Regions from separate parts of the Mus musculus genome. Here regions 2 and 3 are each linked to region 1. The links are chromatin contacts, called in public HiCAR-type and HiChIP or PLAC-seq maps. All regions are on one chromosome and are shown on one strand. Each heading gives the region's core, a stretch centred on a gene start, on an enhancer-like site or on the middle of the called end of the contact. The rest is flanking DNA. Distances are from core to core; before and after follow the strand shown.

Region 1 (4,213 bases), core at 610-3,109:
CAAAGGCCAGAGAGCTCCTGCTTGTCTTGGGACAATGGATGCTGAGAACACGGCAGCTGAACCCTCACCCACCCCTCTAGCCCAGCTGCTCAGCTGCTCTGCAGGACAGGAGGCCCTGACCCATCAAAGACCCCTCTCCCAAGGTCAATACAGAGGGTCCATGACTGAGCCCTCCCCCCACTCCCATCTGCAAATACTCACTAGGCTGTCACCTCCCACTGTCTGTGCCAACACCAGCTGTCATAACCTTCATAAAGACTCACCTGCCTCACATGCTAGTTACACACACCCTGTCCCAGTGACCACAGCAGGGTCACATACACACACAAGGTATCACGGTACCATCATGATCTGTCATTCCCATTCAGTGTCTTACACATGCTGACTGCCTAGCCTATGTTTTCCCCATACATTTCCAAAAATCCTAGACACCCATCTGTGCCATACACTCATAAGATTGCTGTCCTTCTTCACCTAACCCAGTGACCTAGGTTGCCACCTCTACTGTCACACATACAGAAAACCCATCATTACCCCTTCCCTGGTTATCCCAAGTACATATCTGGTCACCTTGTACATCATCTGTGTCACAAACAGGCTGTGGCCACCATCCCCTCACTCACTTTTTCCTCTGCTCTGGGGGCTCTAATCGAGCTGCCAGCCCAAAATCCCCCACCTTCAGTTCCATGTTATCCGTGATGAAAAAATTTCCTAGACAGTAGCAGAGAGACGCGTCAGATTCTTAACGCCTTTCATCCCTCCGCAGGTCTCCACCCTTCAGACCAGACGCAGGAATCTCACCCAGCTTGAGATCTCTGTGTAAGATACCCCTCTGGTGCAAGTACTTGAGGCCAGAAAGGATCTGGCGCAGGTAGTAGCGAACCTCTGGTTCCAACAGGGTGTGTCGGGCCTTCCAGATGTGGGCCAGGGACTGCAGAAAGTCACTGTTTCAGACCCCGCTTGCCTTCCCAGACCCTCCCTCCATCTGTGTTTGCTAAAGATGACAAGAACAGCTTTGGATCTTAAGAACCCGCTTCCTCCCCTACCCCTGTTCCCAATGAACCCACCCCGCCCCCATTCCGGACCTTTCGGCTACAGAGCTCCAGGAAAATGTATATGTTGTCAGCATCCTCGAAATGATGTGAAAAGCGAACGATATGGCGGTGCTGTAGGTCTCGGTGCAACTCTATCTCATTTAGGATCTGCGACAGGGGAGTGAAATCCTCATCTTTCCAGGGTTCCCACGCCACCATCCCCTCCCCATCCCTTGGACCGCAGGGCCTGGACCCACCTTCTCGCGCTGATGCGGCTTGGCGACGCGACTCTGTGGGATGACTTTGACCGCGTAGGCTATACCAGACTCGGTGTCAGTGGCTTCATAGCAGCGTGCGAAGCCCCCCTAGAAAGAAGAAGCTGCATCATCGATCTGGGCGCTCCGGAGTGGCCGGATCCGGCCCGTAGAGCTCCTCTCCACCTCCGGAGTGGCCCGGTCGGGTCCGCAGAGCTCCCCTCCACCTCCGTCAACGCTACCCCGGAGCCCCGACCCACCTTGCCCAACAAGCGACCCTTGGTGTAGGTACGGCCGCTGAGAGGGTCGGTGATGAGGCGACCAGGAGGATCCGGCGCCCGTGGCCCGGCCAGCACCTCAGGTTCCGATCGCGGGGAGGCATTGGCAGGCGGCCCCGGGCCGGCGGGGGGCGCGGACGGGGCAGCCGCGCGCGGGAAGGGGCGCGGAGACAAGAAGCCGGCGGCGGGCTCCATGCGGACGGCGCGGCGCAGCGCCTGCCGAGCTGGTTCTCGGTTCCGCCCGGCCCCGGCCGCGCGTGGCGCTGCCTGGTTTCTCTACGCTGCGATCGCGCCAGGGCAAGGGGGAGTCCGACGTTTTTATCAATGAACCCCTGCCCCCTCCCCGGTGTTTCGTCATCTCGAGCTCCGCCCCTTTCCTGGCTGCCAGGCTTGGAGAGGCCACGCCCATTGCTCCGCCTTACGTCACCTGAAAGATCTTCCCTTGCCTGGGCGTTCTTAAAGGCCACTCCTCCTGCTCTGGCCTTAAAGGAGCCCCGGTTGAGCTAGTCGCCTGGCAGGTGTAACCCTGCTCCGTTTCTCTAGGCTACCCAGTGCAAGTGACTCTTTTTTTCCCCTTCATCCTTAGAATGTGTGCTGAAGTCGGAGTGGAGGCCAGTTATCCGGAGGCCTCTTTCGAGCAACAGTAAGGGTTAGCATTCAAACTGGGGAGGAAAGACAGGGGTGTTGCAAACTGCTCAGTGCACATCACCAACACAGGTGGTTTCCTGCAAGCATCTCTTGCTCTGGTACAGAGCATGCTGCCCTCTTCGGGGACTGTGGAATAGCACGCTGCAGAGCCCGATTTACCTGGTCTGGGACTGTGCAATGGGTTTGTGGAACAGAGCCTGGTATTCAAGGTTTTATGTTTGCGTTTTGTTTTTCCAAGACAGGGTGTCTCTGTGTGGCCCTGGCTGTCCCAGAACCCACTATGTAGACCAGGCTGGCTTTGAAATCAAAGATCCACCTGCCCCTGCCTCCCAGTATTCACTGTTTTTCACCATGTTCCAGGCTACATCTTCTGCTACCCAATTCTACCTTATTATTCTTCTGAGGGAAAGGAGAGCTGAGGCAGAGTAGCTGTCATGTGATCCAGGCTGGCTTTGAACTCGAGGTCCTTCTGTCTTCACCTTTGACATGATGGGACTCCAGACCTGTACCTCTGCCCCAGACCCTGAGTTCCCCATCATATTCTCAAAAATACCTATTGCACCGAGTCAGCAGGCAAAAGGCCAGACAGTGAGGAATGAGAACTGGACACTCTTAGGTGCTAGAGACCTGCAACTGGGCAGTTAGCTTTGAAGTCCATTACAGATAAACTCAAGTAGGTGGCAGGAATCTATGATCTATGTGGAATCTTTTTCTGTGTGGGTTTTTTTTTTGGGGGGGGGGTGTTGTGGAGGGTTGTTTTGGTTTTTGTTTTGTTTTGTGACAGAGTTTCCAGGAAGCCAGGAATTCGACCTGTAAACCAGACTGGCCTTGACTTCCTACCTGTCTCTGCCCCTCCACCACTGCCCGGCTTCGATGTGAAATCTTTTTTTTTTTTTTTTTTTTTCCTTGAAATAGGTTTCTCTGTGTAGACTTGGCTGTCCTGGAATCATTCTGTAAACCAGGCTGGCCTCCAACTCAGAGATCTGCTGCCTGTCTCTGCCTCCAGAGTGCTGGGATTAAAGGAGTATGCCACCACCTGCCTAGTTTCCCCAGTGGAATCTTAATCCCTAAACTTTCTCCAGGGGTCACAGATCTCCTGCTGGCTGTGTAGCCTTCGTTTTCACTTGGAGCCATACATTCAGACCTCAGATTTACTGAAAACATCTGCAAAGTGGCAGGCGCTGCTACCAATAAGAATGGCCAAGGCTGCAGCCCTTACTTAGTTTCTGCAGTTTCTCTATTGTGGAAACAGACTTAAGTACATAAATAAAGTAATTACAGGCTGTGAAAAGTGCTAAGACGGAAGTAAACAAGGAGCACCCAGAAAAACCAACAAACACACACATACAGCTGTGAATCAGCTCCCTCCTTCCCCAGTGTCTGGTCTGGATCATAACCTATCTTGTTGGGATTATTGCATACGGCCGTCCCTGCCTTTGGTCTCATCTGCATTTCATCTTGCATGTACATACTGTGAAGACATGGACACACACACACACACACACACACACACACACACGTCCCAAAAAGCCTAAGACCAGGAGAAATATTAGTAGTTTAAATGATAGGGGTGGGCAGGAAAGTCCTAGGTGCTATGCTTAGCAATTTCCCTGGCGGAGAAGGTAGTGGTAGGGCCAGAAAGGACAAACTCTTCAGGTCACATGGCCTGAAGCACAGGTAGAGCTTCAAAAGACAGAGTCAAAAATCTGAGCTGGAGTTGAGGCAAGAGGTTCAGGAGTCCAAGGTTGTCCTAGTTAAAGTCAACTGTCACCCTGACGTAATGAAGAGTCATCTGACAGAGTCTCGCTGGGCAACTACACAGTTCAGGTTGACCTTTGGCCTGGGAGGAATTGTCTTGATTGATGATTGGCATGGGAGGGCCCTGCCCACCGCGTGTGGCACCACCCCTGGGTAGGTAGAGCTGAACTATAGACGGAAGCTAGCCGAGTGATCTGGAGAGATGACTCAGCGGTTAGGAGAACACAGTGTTCTTTCTGTC
Region 2 (4,213 bases), core at 853-3,352, 370 kb before region 1:
TTTTATTTTATTTTTATTTTGGGGGGGTTTCGAGACAGGGTTTCTCTGTATAGCCCTGTCTGTCCTGGAACTCACTTTGTAGACGAGGCTGGCCTCAGAAATCTGCCTGCCTCTGCCTCCCGAGTGCTGGGATTAAAGACGTGGGCCACCACGCCCGGCTTTATTTTTTTATTTTGAAACCTAATCTCAATAAGTTGTCTAGGATGGCCTTGAAATAACCCTGTTCAGGTAGACCTTGCATTTGCAATCCGCTTGCCCATCTTTCTAAGCAGCTGGAGCTACAGGTCTGTCCCACGAGGTTCAACCAATGTGAGGAACTTAGCGACATAATATGTGGCCTCACTGTAGCCCAGCAGATGCCATGTTTGCTATATTAACACTACTTGTAGATTTTTGTTGTTCTTCTTGCTTTTGTTTTTTTTTTTTTTTTGAGACAGAGTCTCTCTATGTATCGCTGACTGTCTTGGAGCTTGATCTGTAGATCAGACTAGCCTCAAATTCAATAGATTTACCTACCTTAGAGTGATGGGATAAAGCAACTGTACTGCCACACCTGGCTTGTTTGGAGATGTCCTTAACTAAATTTTAAAGGATTGGTAGAATTTTTGAAAAGTAGGTTCCAAAAATACTTCTTCAAGCAACAGTGTAAACGTATGAGAACTTAGACCCTAAGCAGGAGTGGCAAGTTATATAACTACAATAAAGAATGATGTTAGATGTGATAGGAGATAAGGAGGGCTGGACCAGAACGTTCAGACCTTTTGCAGTTTTTGTGTTTATTATTTTTCATTTTTAGGTCTTTGGGGACAGAATCTCATGTTGTCCCAGCTGGCCTCGGCCTTTCAGTGGACCTGAGAATACCTTAGAACTGTTGTCTTCTGAGTCCCGCTCCCACAGGCTGAGGCTGTACCTTTGTGCCACCATGCCCTGCTCTCAGTACTGAGTAACACGTTGAGGAATTTAGTCCGCAATCAGGGCTGTAAAACTTTCAGTAACCAGGAGCTCAGGAAGGAAAGGGGTTGGGTTTTGTTCCTTTAAATTATTTATTTTAATCTTTTTTTATATGTATATGCATTTTACCAGCATGTGCATATGTGTGTGTACCAAGTGAATGTCTGGTTCCCACAGAGGTCACAAGAAGGTATTAGACCTCTTGGAACTGGGAGTTACAGATGGTTGTAAGCCACCATGTGGGTGCCAGGAACCAAAGGAACCAGTGCTCGTAATTTTTTAAAGTTTAAAAAAATTTTTTATTTTATGTATATGAGTGTTTTGCCTGCTTATATGTAAATGTGCTACATGTATGCAGTGTCCATAGAGGTCAGAAAAGGATGTTGGGTTCCTAATAACTGGAATATAGATAATTGTGGTTCTGAGAACTGGTCTTCTAGACGAGCAGTTATTGGTCTTAACCACTGAGCCATCCATCACTCCAGCCCCAATAAGAAGTCTTTAAAAGAATTAAGGCGGAGAGCGATGGGAGGAGACCTGATGTTGACCTCTGATCTCTTACTGTGCACACATAGAATACTGTATCTGTACTCGCGCACACACACACACACACACACACACACACACACACCAGCACATTTGGAATAGTGTACCTATGTACACACACAAAAACACACATACACACCAAAAATAAATAAATAAAAATAAAACAAGATCCCAATTTTCTTCTTGATATGAATCAGTATATAATATAAAACTGAAAATAACAAATTTGAGCCCTCACTAGCTTTTAAGCACTTGCCTAAGAACGCACTTCCAAGGCCTGGAATGGTGGTGCATTCCTTTAACCTCCAGCACTTGGGAGGCAGAGGCAGGCGGATTTCTGAGTTTAAGTCCAGCCTGGTCTACATAGTAAGTTCCAGGACAGCCAAGGCTGCACAGAAAAACCCTGTCTTGAAAGAAAGAAAGAGAGAGAAAGAGAAAGAGAGAGAGAAAAAAAGGAAGAAAGGAAGGAAGAAAGGAAAGAAAAGGGAAAAAAGAAAGAAAAGAAAAGAGCACAGCTTCATTCTGAGTCACTTAAGTAAATGCTGGCTCTCATGATTGAGGAGGGAGTGGGCAATCATTCAGAAGCTAGGTGCAGTAGCACAGGAGGAGCACGTGTTCAAGGCCACCCACACATACATTGTAAATTCAAGCCCATCCACCCTGTGCTACAGAAAACAACACAACAGCAGACGCACAAAACAAAATAAACTAAAACAAAGAAAGGGAGGAAGAGAGGCTCAGAATGAATCAGGAAGAGTGTGGTTTTATTTAAGTGCCTCCTGTTTTGAGACTGGGTTTCACTGTGTAGCCCACACTGACCTTGGACTTACAGTCCTGCTGCTGCAGCCAAAGTGCTGGAACTGCAAGTTCATGCCACCATATCTAGATGGCTTTTCAGGTTTTAATGTGGAAATGAACTTGTGCATAGAGCAGGCTGGCCTTAGAGTTCGATGACTCAAAGCCTTTACGTTTTGTAGGCTGGTACTATAAAGATACACCACCACACACAATTTATGTTTATGCTAGGCAAGACCTCTACCCATCAAACTATGCTCCCAGCCCAATGACACCACTTTGAGTGTATCAGTGCTAGTCGGCTGTGTAAGGAATGAGGTCAGGTAGAAAAGCAATGCTCCTAATTGTGATATAATGATGCCAAAGCAGGGTGGGAAAGAAAGCAGGTAGAAGACTGTCATATGATGTCTGTGCCTGTGGTTGTGTTCTGTGAGTGATAGGATGTTATTGCCTGACTTCTTTATAAATACTAATTAAATAAATCAAATACATCTTGGCTTCCCAGCCTAGTGCCTGCCTGGAAATATTCCTCCTTTCTTTTCTTTATGCCTTTGGAGACAAGGTCTCAGTACATAGTGGCAGTAAAATGCTGTTTTATAATCAAGCTCACTGATTGGGTGGTTATGACCTCTCACTCAGTAACTGCTTACACAGAACACTGTGTGTGACCCACACTGTCCATGGGAGCGTAGGAGCTAGGAGCTGGACTCTTTTAAAGAGGTATTTATTAGTAGTATTAATACTGTGTATGGAAGCCAGAGGACAGCTTTGTGGATTTGGCTCTCTCCTCCCTTTGTGTGGGTTCCAAGGATGGCACTCAGGTCATCAGGCCTCGAAGTAGGCTGTTTACCTGTTGTCATCGCCCAAGCTCAAGATCTGCACTTCTTTTTATTTTTTAATTAAAAAAAAAAAGTTTTCAATGTTTTTTTTGTTTGTTTGTTTGGTTGGTTGGTTTGTTTTGTTTTCGAGACAGGGTTTCTCTGTGTAGCCGAACTCAGAAATCCACCTGTCTCTGCCTACCAAATGCTGGGATTAAAGGTGTGCACCACCACCACCCGGCTTCAATGCTTATTTTTATTTTATGTGCATTGCTGTTTTGCTTGCATATACATCTGTTATGAGGATGTCGGATCCCCTGGAACTGGAATTAAAGACTGGTGTAAGCTGCCGTGTGGGTGCTGGAATTTGAGCCCTGGGTCCTCTGGAAGAACAGCTAGTGCTCTTAAGCACTGAGCCACCTCTCCAGCCAGCCCTGCTTTTAATGTTTTTAAACATTTATTTATTTACTTGCTCTGTGTGTGTGTGATAAGGAGATCAGAGGATAACCTGCAGGAGTCTGTTCTTTTTTTCCACAGTATTGGTCTTGGAGATAGAACTCAAGTTGTTCAGCCTAGTGGCAGACGCTTTTACCTGCTGGGGTGCCACACCAGTTCACACTGTACTCTCTTAATATTCCAAGTGGGGGAATCAGTTATGCCATAGAATAACTATACTTTCTAGTTCATATTATGATTGTTTCCTCTTCACAGTGGCTATAGGAGTTAGGCAATCGTAATTACTTCTGTTTTGGGTGTGAAAACACACACCCAGTTGTAGTCTGACTTCAGACTCAGATGGTCTCCGTTGATGCGAACCAGCAGTTACTCAAAGCAGAGGGAACATGCAGACCGGCAGCACGGGAAGAAGGAAGAGCTGTTCTGCTAATAGCCTAGGTCAGCCATGGCATCCTTTGCAGAGATGATGACATTTTAGTTGATCTTGGAAGGGGATTTTTCACAGTTCTATTACTCTGAAGAGATAACATAACCAAGGCAACTCTCATAAGAAAAGACAGTTAATTCCAGGGCCTGCTTACGGTTCCAGAGGCTTAGTCCATTATCATGTTGGGGAACATGGTGCTGGAGCAGTAGCCGAGAGCTAG
Region 3 (4,213 bases), core at 723-3,222, 260 kb before region 1:
AACAAAACAAAAACCAAAAAACAAAACCTTAGGCATGTTGCTCAACAAGCTGTTGGTCACCCGGGTCCTCACCACCAGGAACACAGGCTCAGATATGCTATTCTTTTACTTTGTAGTGTCCTCAAAATTTTTTGCTTAATTCAAACTTTACTGTTACTATGTTTAAGTAACAGTTTTTGTTCCTGTCTCATGGTCTTTTAATCATGCTTGTCAACAACTGATTAAATCAAAGTAACACACTGGCTGATTCAAAATCAAATGTTCTTTTCTTCCCTATTGTCTATCATCATTTTCCTTTCTATTTTAAAAATTCAATATTCTTCAAGCAACTTTCATTTTTTAAGAATTATGGCAGGTGATAATCATCCCTTACTTAGAAATGATTTCTGTCTTTACAAATCTATTAGTGGAGTCAAGGAGACTGACATTAAAGAAGACACACACAGGCGTACTTGTGCGTGTGCACGCACACACACACACAATTCTGAAAAGAATGGGCATTATGAAAGCCCATGACTGTGGTAGGTGATTCATTTAAGATTCATTTAAGCAGAGACTGATACTTCATAATAATTCAATTATACTTGCAGAAATAATATCATATTATTTCTGAAATATTATTTTTGAAAATGTTTATGAAAGAAGCAATTGACCACATATTTAATTCTTACATGCTATATGCACAGATATTGTTGTCAGCTTCCTTTTACAAATCATGAGTCGTGATTAGCACCACACGACCATTAAGAGCGATTCACATCTAGGTTATAGCCGGAGCTCTTTTCTTCAGAGATTACTGCAAAACCAAACTAATTTGGCTGCAGTCTACCTTCTCTTATTCGTTCTTTGTACTACTCTCTCTAGCTGAACTCAGCTATAGGATGTTTTCTAATACAGTTCCTGGAACTTTTTAAAAGTTGTAGTGATTATGTCACAACTCCGTGTTTATGAAGAAGTTACTGTTGAAGTTGTCACTCGTGAGTACCCACTAATGTACCTGGGTGAGGGGACACCACAGTGAAGAAAATGGACATGACCTTCATTGTTATGGAGTTAGGCAGTTAGACATCAAATAACAAAAGACGCATTAAATTTTAGGTAAATTCAGGGGAATGAATAGAAGACGGACAAGAAAAACATGAAAATCCTAATTTAAACCCGAGGTAAGGGATCAGAGAATTCTATCAGAAACTACACAAAAGTGTTGGTTCCTCCCCCCCCCCCCGCCCCCTGTAGGATGCAAGGTGCTAAACCCCTCAAAGAACCCCACGAGGGTGCTGCTGCCTCAGCAGTGAGGTCCTGGCGCCCCATTGTTCGGACTGGCTGATGGACTTAGCCAGTTTCTGAGCCGGCGGGGACGCCGATGCTGTCCTATATTGTGACACGGGGAGAGTTTTCATCCCGCGAACTTTTTGATTCTACCCTCTACTCCCACCCGGTGGCTTCCTTCTTAGCATCTTTCTGCTTGGTTGGTGCCCCTTGGGTTGCGACAGTCGCTTGTCCGTTCTGTCTGCTGCAGGAGCCTCACTGGAGTTGTTTCCTCTCCTCATGCCCCTCAAGCCTGTTACTTCATGGCGACAGCTGGCGGCCGGGTCTTTTCATTTGGCCACGCGGCCATCCTCGCCCGCCCGCAGGTGCGCCGGAGGCACCTGGTGCCGGGCGCTCCTCGTCCTTGGCGGCCCGCGGCCCCGCACGAGCGCTCGGATTGTGTTCCGGGCTGGCTGCGCCCGGAGCGCGCCCGCAGTCTGTGCTCGCCCCCGCGTCTCCTCGCGCCCGCGGCGGCCCCGGACGGCGCGCGTCGCCTCGCGCTGGTCCTCAGGCCAACCAGCGCCGGCCCGAGCGGCGCGAGCACGGGACCGGCGCCCCGGCTTCCCACTCGGGCCGGCGGGCTCGTGGGTTCGTTCGCCCCGCCCCCTCCCCACAGCGCCGCCGCTGGGCGCTTGCGCGGGGCGCGTGGCCGTGGCTGGGGTCTCCGCCGCAGCCCGAGCAGCCGCCTCCGCCTCAATCAGTCAGTCAGTCAGTCCCCAGCAATGGCGGAAGGAGGTGAGCGAGAGGAGCTGCTTTCGCCGCCGCCGATCTCTCCGGCCAAGAGGCTGTGCTCTTGGCCCAGCCCGCAAGCTCACCACCCCCGCGGGACTCCCGGGGCAGCCGGCGGAGGGGCGGGGGGCGGCGGCGGCGGCTGCCTGGCCCCCGGGGCCCGCCCCCACCTGCAGCCGGAGTCCTTGCTGGACTGCGCCGCCAAGACGGTGGCGGAAAAGTGGGCGTACGAGCGGGTGGAGGAGCGCTTCGAGCGGATCCCGGAGCCGGTGCAGCGCCGCATCGTCTACTGGTCCTTCCCGCGGAATGAGCGGGAGATCTGCATGTACTCCAGCTTCCAGTACCGGGGCGGCCCGGGAGCCGGCGCGGCTGCCGGCGCGGCGGGGGCTTCGCCGGTCGAGGAGGGGCCGCCGCCACCCCCCGGGGCCGCCGCTCCGGCCGGCTCCGCCCCCGGGGCCGCCGGGGCGGGCTCGTCCCCCGGGCTGGGCGCTGGGACTGGAACGGCGAGCGGCGGCTGCGGCGGCGGCGAGGGGCTGCCGTTCCGCCGGGGCATCCGTCTGCTGGACAGCGGCTCCGTGGAGAACGTGCTTCAAGTCGGTAGGTGCTGCCCGGCCCCTCTCGGCCCCCTGCCTCTTCTGCAGGTGCCTTCCCAAGCCCTGGGTCAAAACCCAGGCTTTCTGCCCAACTCCGGCATCCCCGCCAAGGACAAAAAAGTGGCATAAAAAACTTTTCCCAAGGTTTCCTTCAGGTCCACTACTGCTCTTTCCCCTACCGGCTGCCCTATTTCTTTTTCTTTTTGTTTGAAGAGCGAGTAGGTCTCTCTCTCTCTCTCTCTCTCTCTCTCTCTCTCTCTCTCTCTCTCTCTCTCTCCCCCCTATACTCTCATACTAAAGGAATAACCGTGTGATGTGCCCTTTTCGAAACGCGTTTTACTGATTTAAGTTTAGAGGGAAAGGAGGGAAAGGGAGCAATAGGTTTTAGAGGGAATGTTTGAGGGACAGGCTGTCACAGTCAATCTGTAGTTATAGCAGATTGAATCTGAGTGTAATTAACTTTCACATCGGAAAAAGCAACAGAATACTGTGCATTTTAGACAATTTAAATTGTCTGTTTTAATATCCCTCCCCCCGACCAGTGATGCCTGGGAATCTAGGCTGCAGATTAACAATAACGGAAGATGGAAATGTGACAGCTTCTCTTTTCTACACCCCCATCCATGGGAAAGGGGGAAAAAAGCTACACAATCTGGAGTGGGGGCGGGGTCTGCCTTCCTTGTCAGACTGGGGTAAATCAAAAGCCAGTCACGTTGGATGTTTCAAATGCTTTCATTTAACGCGTCCTCGTATTCGCTTTTGTTTTATCTTTTTGTTTGTACAAAAATGGAAACTGATTTTAAAAAATCTACTCGTTCTCTTGAGCGTCTAGTTAGTTTGTTAATCTTATTAAGTATTTAAAGTGTACCTGATTTGTGAAATGATTACGGAGGAAGAAAGAAACGACATTGTTTAACATTGATTTGCTATGCATAATATTAAAACATTTATGGGGGGTCCTATTTGAATTATTATAGCATTCTGGAAGTGCACATCTCTATGCACATTATTGTACACTATATGCTTATATTTACTAAGGGAAATAGTGATTTCTCTAAAGTTGAATGAAGGACATTTCACAGGCTCAGGGACACATGCATATATATAAATCCAAACATCCAGCTGTCTTCTCTTCAGGTAAAACCAACATATTTGGAATTATTTTCCTTTGAAAACTAGTACATCACAGTTTCTTACATAGAACAGTCTCTCCTAGTTATTAAGAATGAATAGATTCTGTCGTATTTTTAAAAAGCATATTATAATTTTTAAATAAATATGAAATGAATATTCATTCTGCTTATTTGAAAGATGCTAGTGCTTTGTGTATTTGTGTATATTTTAGAAAGAATGAGTTGGATAAATAGGCAATTAGGGTAGACAGCTTTAATATTGAAGTGTTGAAAACATGAAAATTAATGTGTTTCATTTTATTAATCTATAAGCTTTAATCTTTCTGAGAGCTTAGGACAGTTAACTTTTAAAGATTCTTATTTAAAACATTATAAATTGGTAAAAGTTAGTTCAAGTGGTTGTCTTAGGGATAGAAATGGGTTTGAAAGAATTTCAAATTTTAAGGGAAC

The links. HiCAR-type assays count read pairs that join an accessible place to other places. HiChIP or PLAC-seq counts read pairs in DNA pulled down with a chosen protein or histone mark.
Region 2: a HiCAR-type map of embryonic stem cells shows a contact between it and region 1, with 2.5 times the contacts expected there. The contact joins the enhancer-like site here to the promoter of Plk3 in region 1. A contact is called at or near these places in 6 of 115 datasets of contacts at active chromatin or transcription factors (astrocytes, bone marrow-derived macrophages, embryonic basal ganglia and 2 more).
Region 3: an H3K4me3 HiChIP or PLAC-seq map of embryonic stem cells shows a contact between it and region 1, with 17 read pairs. The contact joins the promoter of Zswim5 here to the promoter of Plk3 in region 1. A contact is called at or near these places in 1 of 39 promoter capture datasets (hippocampal neurons), 6 of 484 Hi-C or Micro-C datasets (embryonic stem cells and nephron progenitors), 13 of 115 datasets of contacts at active chromatin or transcription factors (astrocytes, craniofacial prominence, effector CD8 T cells and 7 more) and 2 of 9 other capture datasets (adipose tissue and pancreatic islet).

What each region holds. Positions count from the first base shown.
Region 1 is chr4:117,132,104-117,136,316 of GRCm38.p6, forward strand. It overlaps Plk3 (polo like kinase 3), which reads right to left and starts at 1,860. Exons shown (of 15, transcript NM_013807.3): 1 at 1,549-1,860; 2 at 1,292-1,399; 3 at 1,086-1,202; 4 at 802-931; 5 at 624-711. The coding sequence starts at 1,761.
Region 2 is chr4:116,764,794-116,769,006 of GRCm38.p6, forward strand. All of the region lies in intron 3 of Tesk2 (testis-specific kinase 2), which reads left to right. Among named protein-coding and RNA genes, the nearest start is that of Toe1, 41 kb to the right of the region's middle. Within about 2 kb of position 2,103, at least 11 of the 459 cell types and tissues checked have an H3K27ac peak or open chromatin away from gene starts, as enhancers often do. A contact at or near this core is called in embryonic stem cells, where this site is marked.
Region 3 is chr4:116,875,430-116,879,642 of GRCm38.p6, forward strand. Zswim5 (zinc finger SWIM-type containing 5) reads left to right here and starts at 1,973. Exons shown (of 14, transcript NM_001029912.2): 1 at 1,973-2,634. The coding sequence starts at 2,031.